Regions from separate parts of the Oncorhynchus mykiss genome. Here region 2 is linked to region 1. The links are chromatin contacts, called in public Hi-C maps. All regions are on one chromosome and are shown on one strand. Each heading gives the region's core, a stretch centred on a gene start, on an enhancer-like site or on the middle of the called end of the contact. The rest is flanking DNA. Distances are from core to core; before and after follow the strand shown.

The links. Hi-C and Micro-C count contacts between places; a contact is called where the count stands out from the background.
Region 2: a contact with region 1 is called in a Hi-C map of liver, with 2.4 times the contacts expected there. The contact joins the promoter of armt1 here to the promoter of dynlt1 in region 1. A contact is called at or near these places in 2 of 3 Hi-C or Micro-C datasets (blood and liver).

The regions. Positions count from the first base shown.
Region 1 is chr4:24,146,159-24,153,432 of USDA_OmykA_1.1, reverse strand. It overlaps dynlt1 (dynein, light chain, Tctex-type 1), which reads left to right and starts at 3,241. Exons shown (of 5, transcript NM_001165233.1): 1 at 3,241-3,416; 2 at 3,589-3,630; 3 at 3,907-4,030; 4 at 4,342-4,419; 5 at 4,515-4,891. The coding sequence starts at 3,390. The coding sequence ends at 4,585. It overlaps gtf2h5 (general transcription factor IIH, polypeptide 5), which reads left to right and starts at 1,818. Exons shown (of 3, transcript NM_001160561.1): 1 at 1,818-1,869; 2 at 2,238-2,307; 3 at 2,485-3,219. The coding sequence starts at 2,273. The coding sequence ends at 2,665. It overlaps tmem181 (transmembrane protein 181), which reads right to left. Exons shown (of 17, transcript XM_021600774.2): 17 at 5,096-7,274.
Region 2 is chr4:24,426,145-24,432,987 of USDA_OmykA_1.1, reverse strand. armt1 (damage-control phosphatase ARMT1) reads left to right here and starts at 4,947. Exons shown (of 5, transcript XM_021600766.2): 1 at 4,947-5,102; 2 at 5,718-5,823; 3 at 6,141-6,382; 4 at 6,733-6,843. The coding sequence starts at 5,041.

The sequences.
Region 1 (7,274 bases), core at 1,992-4,491:
AAAAAACATACAATGATGGAAAGACCTGTGTGTTGTCCTTGTTAATGCAGACAGAGAAGAGCTCCAACTTCTTAACCATTACCTCAATTTTGTCCCGCACAGTGCATAGTTGGGCAGTCCCTGTAATCCTAGATTCAGATGATTCAGGCGAGAAAAAACATCACCCAGATAGGCCAGTCGTGTGAGAAATCATCATGCAAGTGGTCAGACAAGTAAAAATGAAGGTCAGTAAAGAAAACTTGGGTAAGCTCGTCTCTCAATTTAAAAAAAAAACGTGTCAATACTTTCCCCCTTGATAACTAGCGCACTTCTTGCTGTATGTTGTGAAAGCGTTCATGGTCGCTGCCCATATCATTGCATAGTGCAGAAAATACACGAGAGTTAAGGGGCCTTGCTTTAACAAAGTTAACAATTTTCACAGTAGTGTCCAAAACGTATTTCATGCTGTCAGGCAGCAAAAAGCCTCTCGATGGATGCTGCAGTGTACCCAAGTGGCGTCGGGAGCAACTGCTTGCACGCGTGTTATCACTCCACTATGTCTCCTTGTCATGGCTTTTGCACCATCAGTACAGATACCAACACATCAACCACCAAAGTCCATTTGATGTCACAAAGCTGTCCAGAACTTTAAAAATATAATCTCCTGTTGTCCTGGTTTTCAGAAGAGGATGTCTTCCTTAATTGACCTCCAATAAACGTAACGGACATATACCAGGAGCTGTGCCAGGCCCAACATGTATGTTGACTCATCCAGCTGTAACGAATAGAATTCACTGGCTTGTAGGTGAAGCAGTAATTGTTTCAAAACATCTGCATGTCACTGATGCGTCGTGAAACAGTGATGTTTGATGAAGAGACTGTCTGTATAGTTTTTTTTGTGCCTTTCCCCCTAGCATTGTCCCAACCATAGCCCTTCTTATTAATGGTATCTGTTGCTTTTATACATGTCTTACTACTCGAAAGTCGTCTTAATTCGCGTTCAAAAAACGAATGTGGCTTATTTTTCAAATTGACATGTTTTGTTTCCAAATGTCTGCGCAAGAGTGAAGGTTTCATCAAGTTGTGAGATAGTACTTTTGCGCATATAACACACTGTGGCTGAGGAAAGGCACTACTTCCAATATAAGTGAACCCCAAATCAATGTAGTTCTCATCATATTTGCTCATCGATGGTCCAAGGGGGGGCAGTAGCTCTTCTGCTGCATCACATTCACAACTGGAGGTTGAATGTTTGAAGGTGTCCATGCTAGCTGGGCTAAAAACAAATGTAGAATTACTGATGCTAAGCATTGGATGTGCTCGTGGAAGCAGAACTACCTGTCGTCGACAGGTGCAGGTGTAGTACTGCTGGTAGTAGCAGTACTAACGTTATCAGTAGAGCTGTATGTGTCTATGGACCCGTGCATTAGTTTTTTAAAACAATTTATCAATTTTCGAGCAAACTAAATGAGCAGCAGCTACGCTTGGATACATACCGGACCGTTAGTGGAATTCCCCTGAGAGAGAAACGTTTACTGTGATTGGATGTTAATTATTTGACTAGGCTACCTGTATTTGACATTGTGTTGTCATTTCGATGAACACCAGATGGTTTAATGAAACGAGTGAAACGAGGTTGCTCAGGGGAGAAAAACTGTTTGAAAATGTGAATATATATATATATATATATATATATATATATATATATATATATATATTAAAAAAAATGTAAATCACATTTTCATTTTTGCATACCGCAGTTTGGGAATACCTGGCCTAACCTTTATACCTCATCAGACACCATACATCCCACAATGCCTTTCGCGTTAAGGCATTTTATACTTGTTAACAACGCAGCCAGCCATCAACACTGTTGAGCAAACAAGCTCCGTAAGTACAGAATAATACACCGATTAGCTATTTATCGCCACAAAATGACAATCAGCAAAGAGCTGATCTATTCTAGCCTGAATTTTCGCAAATGAGCAGGCTTTGAGATTGTGACGGAAACATGTCAGACTGAGCATTTCGAAGTGTAGCAAACTAGGCTAACTAGCTATTCAGCAATGATGCTAATAACGCCAGCTAACGTTACCTAGTCCTTACTTTGCTCCTCTTTGTCTCACTTTAATATTAGTAAATTACCTCTGCAGTGAGAAGCTACAGTTCAGTTAATTACTTTTAGAATGTGTCATACGTCAAGGTGCATGTCACATTGTGTTGGTGTTCACGCCTATATTTTGTTTGCTTTTTTCCAGGTTTTGGAGACTGGTGTTTGGAATCTAACATTATCATGGTCAACGTACTAAAGGGTGTTCTTGTCGAGTGGTATGCATGCACAAAGCCTATCATATTTTATGATTATCAAACTGAAATCAATCAAGCTAATCACATGAATCATGCAGAAAATCCAGCCTGTCTGCTATACTGTACCAGCTATGATAATCAGATGTTTCAGGAGAAAATCACAGGTTTCATATCTTCTTTCCCCACTACTTGAAACAGTGACCCTGCCATGAAGCAGTTCCTACTGTACCTAGATGAGACATCTGCCCTGGGAAAGAAGTTTATCATCCAGGACCTTGACGACACCCATGTTTTCATTCTGGCTGAGGTGGTCCACATACTCCAGGAGAGAGTTGGGGAGCTAATGGATCAGAACTCCTTCCCCATCACTCAGAAATAAAGAAGGAAGTAGATGCTTCAGCAATATAACAAATGATATTCTTCACAAACATTGAACTGTCTGTTTGGGGATATTTGTTCTGTGAAATATTTGTATTTATAGGTATGAGCCTTTATTCTGCATGCCAGCTGTCCATGTATTTCCCCCCAGTTATGTGGAGTAATTCAAGGAATTTATTTTTAAATAAGAAACGTTTATTTGTTTTTCATCCAAACTGGTGCAAATATAAGTTTAGTTAAGTGTGTTGTCTTGATCATGCTTTAAAATGAGACTGGTGGTGATTAGCCTACACTGCAAACTTGCGAATGACCAGTGTTTAAGCCCACTTTAATTCACCTGTTTCTATGGTGTATATTCATAACTTTTGGATGGCTTAAATTAGATGTAATAAACTTTTGTACCTGTCTCAATTAGCTTTAAAATGTGTTTTATTATACATTTCCTTCACTCTTTTCTTGTCTATGATTAGGTTTCTTGGGTTTTTACGGTAAAGCCAGCCAATTGTTATATTGCACAGTAAGCTTTGAAGATGTAATCAGTGAGGATGGAAATATACCCAGTCTCTTTGTTTTTATTGTGAACAGGGAAGAAAGAGACATGATTTTGTCCATGCAACAACCAGTACAGAAACGACCATCATAATCACTCTTGCGCATGCGCCTCCCACCCACCCAAATTTGGCGACAGCTGAGCTAGCTAGCGGTAACTGTCGTTTGCTAACATCATGGATGAGTTTCAGACTGGAGAAGAGGTTAGCTAGATGTTCAAAATTGCTAATTAATATATCCACCTAATTAATGTAACGTTTAAATGTAAGGCTATTTGAAGACGCATGTTAGCAATGTTAGGTAGCTAGCTAACGTTACTGTTGTTCCCCAGTTACTATAACTGTTCTGCACGCCTTTGTCTTTTTATCCTGCCAGACTGCCTTTGTCGTTGACGAAGTGAGCACTATCATCAAAGAGGTACTTTTAGCCAAGTGAGAAGTTAGCTAATGGTTGCATTGGTAGGAGACATTCATGTTCAGCAAAGTCGCCTAGCTATTTGCTACATTGCAACAACTCATCACCCCGCTGCCTGTTGCTAAGGACATCATGTCGGGATTACGTTGGTTGCTAGCCACATCAATATGAGTAATGCAACTAATGTGGGCTGTGACACGTCTGTATTCATTTGTATTTTCTCTGGATAGTCAGTAATTTCAGAAACTAAGCCTGTTCCTCTTTTTTATGTATTTTCAGTCAGTAGAAGGAGCCATAGGAGGAAATGCCTATCAACATAGCAGAGTGAACCAATGGACCACCAATGTAGTGGAGCAGTCCCTGAGTCAACTTAGCAAACTGGGCAAGCCTTTCAAGTACATTGGTATGTAGCCCTGAATGCAAGGAAAGGAAAAGTGTTTGGCTGGGCTATATCAGGCCGTCATTGTAAATAAGATTTTGTTCTTAACTGACTTCAAGTTCAATAAAAAATAAATAAAAAATAAAGCCGCATCAGTGTTGGGGGGGCACATATAATTGAAATCAGTTACTTTATTTCCTGCACTAAAATATACCATCACCACTTTTGTTGATGGATCATCCTATACAATGATCATACTTACATTCCACATTGAGATGGATTTGTGTGTTATTGCTGAAAGGGGTCATTTAACTGTTGTTTCTCTTTCTCCACAGTGACCTGTGTTATCATGCAGAAAAACGGGGCAGGTCTACAGACAGCCAGCTCATGCTTCTGGGATAACACCACTGATGGTGAGAATCTCTCTCACAATCTCTACAACCAGATTATATGAGATCGTCTAGAGATGGAGAGTCTGTCATTGATCCCACCTAACCTTCTCTTCCAGGAAGCTGTACAGTGAGGTGGGAGAATAAATCCATGTACTGCATCGTCAGTGTCTTCGGCCTGGCCATCTGAATCTACCGCCTGCACTCAATTACACTACATGAATGAACGTTGGTTTTTCCATTCCGTCCAAACTGATTGTTAGCATAAAGCCCAATATTATACCCTGATGACAGCTCATCTGTCAAAACGTTGGTTATTCAATTATTGCATCTAAGCTCCTAGAGTGTGCGGCTCTTTTTTTCATAAAGCCCACCATACCAAAGTATTTCTACTGCTAAAAGACTTTTGTGCATCTTGTTTGTTTAGATTTTACGAGGACCAATTTGTCATGTTAGGATTTGTTAGTGACGTTTCAATAAATGTTTTCAGTCATTGCTTGTTTGCCAGCTTCCAATATAACCCCCAACTATAATTCATTCTACCACAACACCTATAGGCCAGTGAAATGCTGAGTAGAGGTCACCCCAGAGACACATTGTCTTATCGTCAGATAGCGTGATGACTTCATCTGCACTGATCAGTTGAGGACTGTCGTGTAGGAATGACACCCCGTCAGAAGACAATGCCCAGAGACATGCATGTTGTATAATTTACAAGTTTTAATGAACATTTGCTGTATACACAAGTGCTTTATTTACATGTGATACAGTATTTACAGAGTGCCGTTCTAATTTAGTCAAAAGAGTCTACCATAAAGAAAATCATGGTTCTTACTCAAACCTCAAAATAACCACCACAATCATCTCCCTATAAGCCACAAGTATATATATATATAAAGTAGATGCTCCATCACAAACAAAAAGATTTCAGACTGCAGTCCAAGTTTGGAGGAAACTCCTGACCCTGGTACAAAGTGGAAACAAGGCACCATCTTTATTAGAATACATGTTTGGAGGATCAGTGGTAACGCTTTCCTTCAACACAAACATTTCATTCATTTGGTTCAGACAGAAAATTACCAATGGTTAGTGATGAAAACTAACTTGCCTCCTGGAGCCTGTATCCATAAAATCCTGCATCAGGTTATTGAGTACAGAAAAAAAAAAAAAGGTACAAAACAATAATCCAGAATGTTATTATTTGGTTAATTTGTACAAATGAAATTTACATATAGCCCAAGTACCTTTGAAGTAAACAAAAAATAAAAGCTATGAAAGGCAAGCTAAATTGAACGATGGAAGGGCCATATGACAAATATGCTACTTGAGTATTCCTTTAACACAGAGATGTCAAACTCATTCCAGGGAGGGCCGAGTGGCTGTGGGTTTTCTTTCCTCCCTTGATTGATGAATTAAGGTCACTAATTAGTAAGGAACTCCCCACACATGGTTGTCTAGGTCTTAATTGCAAGGAAAAACCAAAAACCTGCAGACACTAGGCCCTCCACGGAATGAGTTTGACACCACTGCTTTAATATTTCACAATACACATTTCACAAGACATCACAATCAAATGATTAAGCATTAGAAGTGTTTGAATGAACTTCAGGAATCATCCATATCTTAAGTCTAGACTATTGCTTCGGGAATGTGAACTGAAAACATTTTCCATAGCTATTAAACAAATGGGGCCATAATTTTTGGGGGCAAAAATGACATACGATTTGGACACCAGGAGTACAATCATACAGTGGCTTCACTTAGGAATGGATTGGCAAAAGAGTGGGTCAACTGCTACACCTACTCAAGTTAAGGTTCTTCCTGCTGGTTATTGTAACGCATGGTGGTAGTCCGGTAAATATTCAGAAAACTTCACTTCTATGGGTATTAGATTGATGGATATGCATGCTTATACTCTGGCTATTAACAGAGTATATGACAAGCATAAAACAGTGAATTGCTGTTCTAAACTGGTTTTACAACCATTTGAGATAAAGGTCTTGGATAAAAACAGTGGCAGCATGGTATGTTTTTTGCAGAATTACACCACCCCCCCCCTCAAACTCAGAATGCCAGAGAGCTTAGTAGGAATGGCTTAAAAACAACACATTTCAAGCACAAAAGAGACAGTAGTGGTTTAACACTAGTTACATTGTGATTTTTGTATAAATAATAAATCCCATGATCAAATTTGTCACGCTTTCCTTCAAAGTTAATTTATATATCCAAGAATTATGATATGCGGCTCATGATAACCAAAAGATAGTGTACAGAACGTTTGTTTATGTGGCTACTTGATGACTAAAATGCTATAAAACATTTGACCATACCTGCACACCTTTCCTTTCTTTGAATTTACATTCAGAATACACAATTTTTCAGTTAAAAAATATATTTATGTACAGTTACTAGGGCTGGCACAATTACCGTATAACCGCGTAACCAACGGTTGTGGATGAAGACCGCCAAGACGGGACGGCCGGGCATTCGTGCATTTGAGTCCGTTTCTGCGGTAACATGTACTCTTAACGTGATGAAACCTTTTCGCTCCTTGCTGAAATAAGAAACTAGCAAACTCCCCCACAATGCATCAGAAAAATAAGTAATTACATTTCTATGGCAGCACATGCAGTCAGGAGCGAAGGAGGAGAAAAATGTGTGTAAAAACAAAAACAGTTATTACAGAGACCGCGGTCATTTGGCTGGCCAATTACCATCATTCAAAATTCAATGACCTTCACAACCCTAACAGTTACAGTATATTACCATTTGCATTATTTCTGCAAACGTTCCTTATTTACAAATGGTGGTTCATTCGTTGAATATGCTGTCCAATGAGGGGATTCGATTAGGCTAGCCCAGGCAGGCGTAGTTTGCAC
Region 2 (6,843 bases), core at 3,698-6,197, 280 kb before region 1:
TAATAGACCGGACAGAGAGTTTAAGAGCAAATTGGTTGAAGGAGAATCTCCCTTAGACACAGAGATGGAGTAAAAAAAGAAAAGGGATAAAAAGGGAGAGGGTGTAAAATAAGGAAACAAAAACAATCATATGAGCTTTTAGAACTGGTGCTGCCTGGCTCTGCTAGATGCTACTACTGTGGGAGATGTTAATATGACTGTCATTGCCATTAATATATAGGGGCTCTATAGCGAGATAAAAGAGGTTTAACCATAAGCGAAACTCAAGCTGATGCTAGAAAAAGGGTAACGGAAACTAAAGCATGTTTAAAGTGTTTGGGGGTTGATTGAAAGAGGCAGACTAGATAAATGCTATGTTCAGAGCTCCACTCTGATTCACACTTGAAATCAATAATTTTTTATCAATATAATTTCCCCCCAGACCATAGGAGAGCTGCCATCTGGGCAAAGTTCATGCACAGTGAACACATGTCCAGTGAACAGGCCATTCAAATGAGACGCTGGAATTTCACATAACTGCCCACAACACTGATTTGCCCTAAATAGATTTTTCCATACAGGGTAAATAACACACTATCAATATTGAATCTTCATTAAACATATCACTTCAATTTCTGTTTTAAAGCATATGAGAGAATACATCAATAGGCTACAAAATGTGATTACAATAATCAGTCACTCGGACAAGCAAATCTGAAGAGCTCAAAGCTCATCAAACGCACACAACCTACTCATGTTACCATGATCACTACAACATCCACATGAGAGAAAACTATGTGTTAGTGGAATCTATTCTTTATTAGAAATGCAAATTAGTGGAGGTATGGTATGGGTAAGCAGAACCACCTTTTCAAACACAGCATTGATGTTAACCCCTCTGGCCGTGGTCTATTTTGAAAAAGGAGTGTTTCTGAGTCACTCCACGTGTCCCCCTCACTCTCCGGTTTAGGAAAACAGATCTGGAAGTGGGGAGCGCTGCAACACCGGAGATTGACAGCTTGATACACCCACTCCATGGAACTACATGTGGGACTCCACATCCTGCCAATGGGATGCCTGCTCCCATGTTCCCATGGTGATTGGTGACCTATTATACTGCCACTACCGAGTGGCGCAGCGGTCTAAGGCACTGCATCTCAGTGCTAGAGGCATCACCACAGACTGGTTTGATTCCAGGCTGTATCACAACCAGACGGGATTGGGAATCCCATAGGGCGGCGCACAATTGACTGTCTGTTTTGTATCTGACCCATACTTTATGTTTTCTATCTGATTTGGATCAATACTTCTCTGCAGGGAGATAACAGATAATTTCCTAGAATTCTACACATTTTACCATGTTAATGATATCTGAGTAAGATTGACTAACAAAATCAATGGGGGCCCCCTGGAAGTCAGGGCCCCTGGACACATGCCCTGCGTGACAAGTTGGTATTCTACCATGATTGCTACAAGTTTATTTGCTAAAATTGTCAGCTGACATGGCTAATTGAGTGGCTATAAGTGACTGACATAACAAGAGAAAAACTGCTGATGCACAACCACACCTTGTGCGGTTGCACCTTGTGCATTCTACTATTCTAACTCTTAACAGTAAGTTAAGACCCCAACTGAGTTACAAAAAAATAACAAAACGTTGGGCCCTTATGCTTGGAGTCAGCCCTGACTATGGTCACTGCACTGCATTGCATTCTCTACCAATGCAAAGTTAGCCTATGTGCTCTGTGAGGTGCAGTCTCTTGACACTATGGGGTGCAGAACATATAACAACGTCATAGCCTATTCTTTTGCATAGATTCTGAGATGTTAGGTAGAGATCAGTGAGGATTGAAGGAGTAAGGTTGCTGATTCACACATAATTTTGCTGGTAAAAGAGGTTTAGCACCAGCGGTCTTTGTAAAAGCCTACAGCTACATTCTAGAATGACAATTTCAAGATAGGATAAACTGTCCTACACATATTCATGCTAAAACCAAAAGGCAGCCTATCCTATTTGCTCAGACACCTTAAAAGCAGGCTTCAGAGGGCGGTCCCTAGTCACAGGACTCTTATCCAAATTCCTCCCCCTTCCCCCTCACTCACTCATACACACATTCTGTCTCTCCCCTCCCAAACCCTCTGAGGGCCTTTGGGGATCTGCGGTTTCGCGATAGAGTGGCTTAATGTCTCCATGGCAACCATTGCCCTGAACTACAGAAGATGCCCCAAAGGATGCCGTCACAATTGAGTACCCCCCGGGGCGAAACGAAGTTCCGCACACAGCAGTGAGATAAGATGTCTCTATTGCAGAAAGCCCCCAGGTGGGCGCCGAACTCACTCACTGCTCTCTGATCTTAAAAACCGCACAGCATAGTGAGAACACCAAAGCAGTCTTGACCAGATCAAGGCAAGCAGTAACAAATTCTACTGCAACTGAGACCAGCCTCAACTTGACACTATAGCACTACATTCATTATGTAGAAATAGTCACAATGTTTTGGCCTACAAGTGCATCCAGTAGACTACTGAAGTGGTTCAAAGGGGAACAGCTTGGGAGGAGTCTGAACCAGCAGCCCTGTGGATATAGGGCAAGCACACTAGAAGCACCAGTGCCATAAAAGGTCAAGACCTCTACGCAGAGACACAGCATGCTTACATTACATTCTGTATGTAGTACACTACAGTTTTAGAATGGCAGCATAGCCAACAAAATGAAACCGATTAATTTTGCCAATACATTTCCTATATACTTTCACAGATAATGTTTTTTGATATTGTCTAAAGAATCGGTTTAGATGAGTAACATTCAGTCACCACTGGATGGTGGCATTGTGTAGTTTAATATAAACTACAATAGTAGATGTGGAGGGGTAGAATAGGCCTGCTTTAAAAATGCATAAAACCTTCCCAATGTCCTAAAAGCAGTGGCATCAATTGATTGTATTGCATGGAGAGGAGAGGGTATTTAATCTGTTATTGTTGTTGTTGTTGTTGTTGTTTCTTTACACATTTTAATTGCCTGCATATTAGTAGGATAACCCATGGGGTAAATGGGGAAAAGCACTGAAATATATATGAAGTTATATTCTATTGATCGTGGACTTTAGGAAACAGCAGAGGGAGCACGCCCCTATCCACATCGATGGGACCGCAGTGGAGAAGGTGAAAAGCTTCAGGTTCCTCGGCGTACACATCACAGACAATCTGAAATGGTCCACCCACACAGACAGTGTGGTGAAGAAGGCGCAACAGCGCCTCTTCAACCTTAGGAGGCTGAAGAAATTCTGCTAAAACCATATTCTTTCACCACAGGAATGGCTGAACGAACCAGAGGCAAATCATTTCCTGGTTTTAGGACTAAAATCTGGCGAGCTATATGAATAACCAATTCTCAAAACAAAACCCTTGTTTTGGGAGTTGCTATGAATAAAGTTTTTCAATTTGAATGTTGTCATAGAAAGAACCACAAGGGTTGAATGGATGTCGAGATGTAGAACTTGAGGCCTTGTTCAGGAAAGTGGATTGTGTGTGGAGTTTGTTGCCGACAAGAAAAGTTATTTTATGACATGGGCTTTTGAATACCACTTGGTAAGGGAACCATGTCGAAGTCAAAGAGAGGACGTTGGAGAAATCACAACAAAATTGAATCTGAGTTAGGATGAATTACATGCGGAGGCAGGTGTGGTGAAGATGGCCAAGGTCGAGCCTCATCCCAATGATGAAAAGATGATTCTGGCTCGGTGGGAATTCGATTTTTGGGAGAATGTATCCTTGCCTTCTGGTGGATCCATACATGGTAAAAGTAACTTGAAGTGGAGTCGTGAGGATTTATTGCGTTTTTTTCCATCCAGAGCCTAAGCACAAAAACTATGACTTACATTGCTCTCCGGAGAAAGATGCCATTGAATGGAGTGATAACTGTGGTGTTAAGTGTTGAGGAGGAACATCTGAAATGGAAGATTCCCAGTGTATGTGATACCCTCCGTTTGGTGCAATGCAGACCCAGTGGAGAGCGTGGTGAAACAGAGAAGACAATGTCTGTTCTGCTGAGTTTTGTATGCAGTCTTCACCCGACAAATTCAAGTTAGGATGTGTCAGTTATCCTGTGAGAGCTTTTGTCCCAAACCCATTACAGTGTTTTAGGTGCCTAGGTTATGGTCAGGTAGCAGCAGTGTGTAGGAAAAAAAAGTTTTGTGTGTTAACTGTAGGGGTACCCATGGTTCTGGAGATCAGAAGTGTCCGGTTAGAGAAAGATAGGTTGCGGTTGCAAGGATCAGAGTAGTACAGAAGTTGTTGTATGCTGAGGCAGTGAAGAACGTAGTAGAGGAAGATGGGTACAGGGCGAGGATCCCTGTGAGTAGGCTGAGGCCAATGGAAAATGGATTGGAATAATATGTGCTTCAGTAAGGTTGGTTTCTTAGCCATTGTTATCAACTCTACCTCAAAAGTGTAAATCACAGAAAATCTATTTTGTGAGTGCAGCTGCAGAGAAGTACTTCAGATTACGAGATTTTACCGCAGAAGAGTTACAGGGGGTGCTGAACAGTAGTGTTCTGTCCTCCCAGGCTGTTGACTGCAATATGTAACTTTTTGGGCAACTGATCAAATTAACATAGAAATGTGAGTTAAAGATTTGTCATCTGTTTTGAAAGCAAGCGTAAGATGCGGTAGATATGTTCTATGTGCGCTATTTCTATACCTCCTGTTTTTAAGGTTAGTTTTTGCTTCTTTTACTTTCGGTTTTGTACACCAGCTTCAAACAGCTGAACATACAATATTTTTGGTTATGGGAAATATATTTTACAGTGGTTTAGATGGTACAATGATTATCTACACAATTACTACTTGTTTTCTCATATAAACTGAAATTAGGCAAACTATTAGGAAATGGCGGAGCAAATTTTGCATATTGCTCCTTTAATAGTTGGCAGGGTAATTTTTCTTTTACCAAGTATAATGGATTGTACAGAAGGTGGCGGCATGCACCACTAACGTTTGTTTGCGGACCGCCATAATAATGTAGAAGAAGAATGTTGTCATATTCTCTTCCTGGTTGAAAAGATGGCGGCTAATCAAGCTTTGCGCCAATTAGTCCCTCCATCCCTGTCTGCTAAAGTTGAAGGGTATGTTGACAGCTATGTTTAGTACTCTTATGATCCGCGTTTTAACTATATCTAAGCTATACAATCAAAGAGACAGTTCAACAGAATTGTGTTGGGTCAGGAAGGGGGCAGCGTGGTACGTAGGCTAGCAGCACTAGCTAACGTAAGCTAGCTGGTAAGCAATAGCACATTTTACAGTTAGCTAGCTAAATTAGCTACGGAATGTAGGCTAGTGTGATTAAGTTTATCTCTCTGTATTGGCACCTGATACTTGCTTGGCTCCTGGTCAATCAAATCAGATTAACTTTTGTTAGCTACATCATCCAACGTTATAGACGATGCGTTTGTTTTTCTAATGCTAATCAGACCAGATCAGTTCTGAATGAAGTGGTATCAATACATGTTAACGTTATATCTCTGGTGCTATACCAGTAAAAAAAAAGGTCTAGCCATGCCCCTTCTTCTTAGTTGCCTAAGATGCTAAACTGTGATGATTCATAACTTAGTTGTGGTCAGCAACATGTCAAGAAATTGCATGAGCTGAGTCAGACATCCCATTAGAGTGATCTGCACCCATCCTGAATTGTAAATTCAAAATGTTGCTTCTAATTAGTCATGTGTTTCTTCCTCACACAGCTCATTTGCATATCTCACAGTGAGAGACAGGTTGCCGACCATCCTGACAAGAGTCATTGACACCATCCATCGCAACAAAAACAAGTTCTTTGAGGAGTTTGGAGAGGTAAGAATAACCACCATCACTTGTCCATCCTAAGCCACTGTGCTATAATTATCCAAATGTTGGACATTTTTTATTTCCTGACACATCCTGATCTTGGATCAGCTTCTCCTCCCCCAAATCCTTACAATTAACACTTGGGTAAAAAAACACAAAATTTACCTTGGATCAGAATCTATGGTTCAACTTCATCCTACTCCTCTTCTATATCAAATTGTATTGGTCACATACACATATTAAGCAGATGTTATTGTATTGGTCACATACACATATTAAGCAGATGTTATTGCGAGTGTAGCGAAATGCTTATGTTTCCATAGGAGGGAGTCCAGGCAGAGAAGAGGACCATTGGCTTTCTTTCTAAGCTGAGAAATGAGCTGCTGACAGACAAGCCTGTCCTGGTTCTGTGTGATGGCCTGGAGGACACAGACAGCTGGAACCAGTACCTCCAGAGACAGCAGAGGCTACTGGGGGAGCGGGACCCCGTCAGCTGGTTCAAGTCCCCCTGGCTCTACATAGAGTGCTACATGTACCGCAGGATACAGGAGGCCATCTGGCTCAAGTGCGAACCAGTGCTGCTAAATGTCAGCATTAGCTTAGACTTGAGAAGGGAATGCATAGATCAGGGTTTCCTGGTCCTCGGGACCCCACGTTTAGATTTTTGCCCTAGCACTACACAGCTGATTCAAATAACGAATCATCAAGTTTTGATAGTTTGAATCAGCTGTGTTGTGTTAGGGCAAAAACCAAAATGAGTTTGGGAAAATAATCCCATTTTAACCAATGTTATAACTGATTTATCAACTGTTAATAAGCTACCTATAAACCGTTTATACATGATACACTAACTGGATAACTCACTCAGGGTATGTGTCTTTTAACCTATCCTTTCTCTCTTTGTGTCTGTGCCAGTCCCCCCATCAGCGACTTTGATGTGTTTAATGAAAGCAAGACGCAGAGTTTCTTTGAGTCCCAGCAGGCTGTGATATCCCTGTGTACATATCTACAGGGATTCAACAGGAA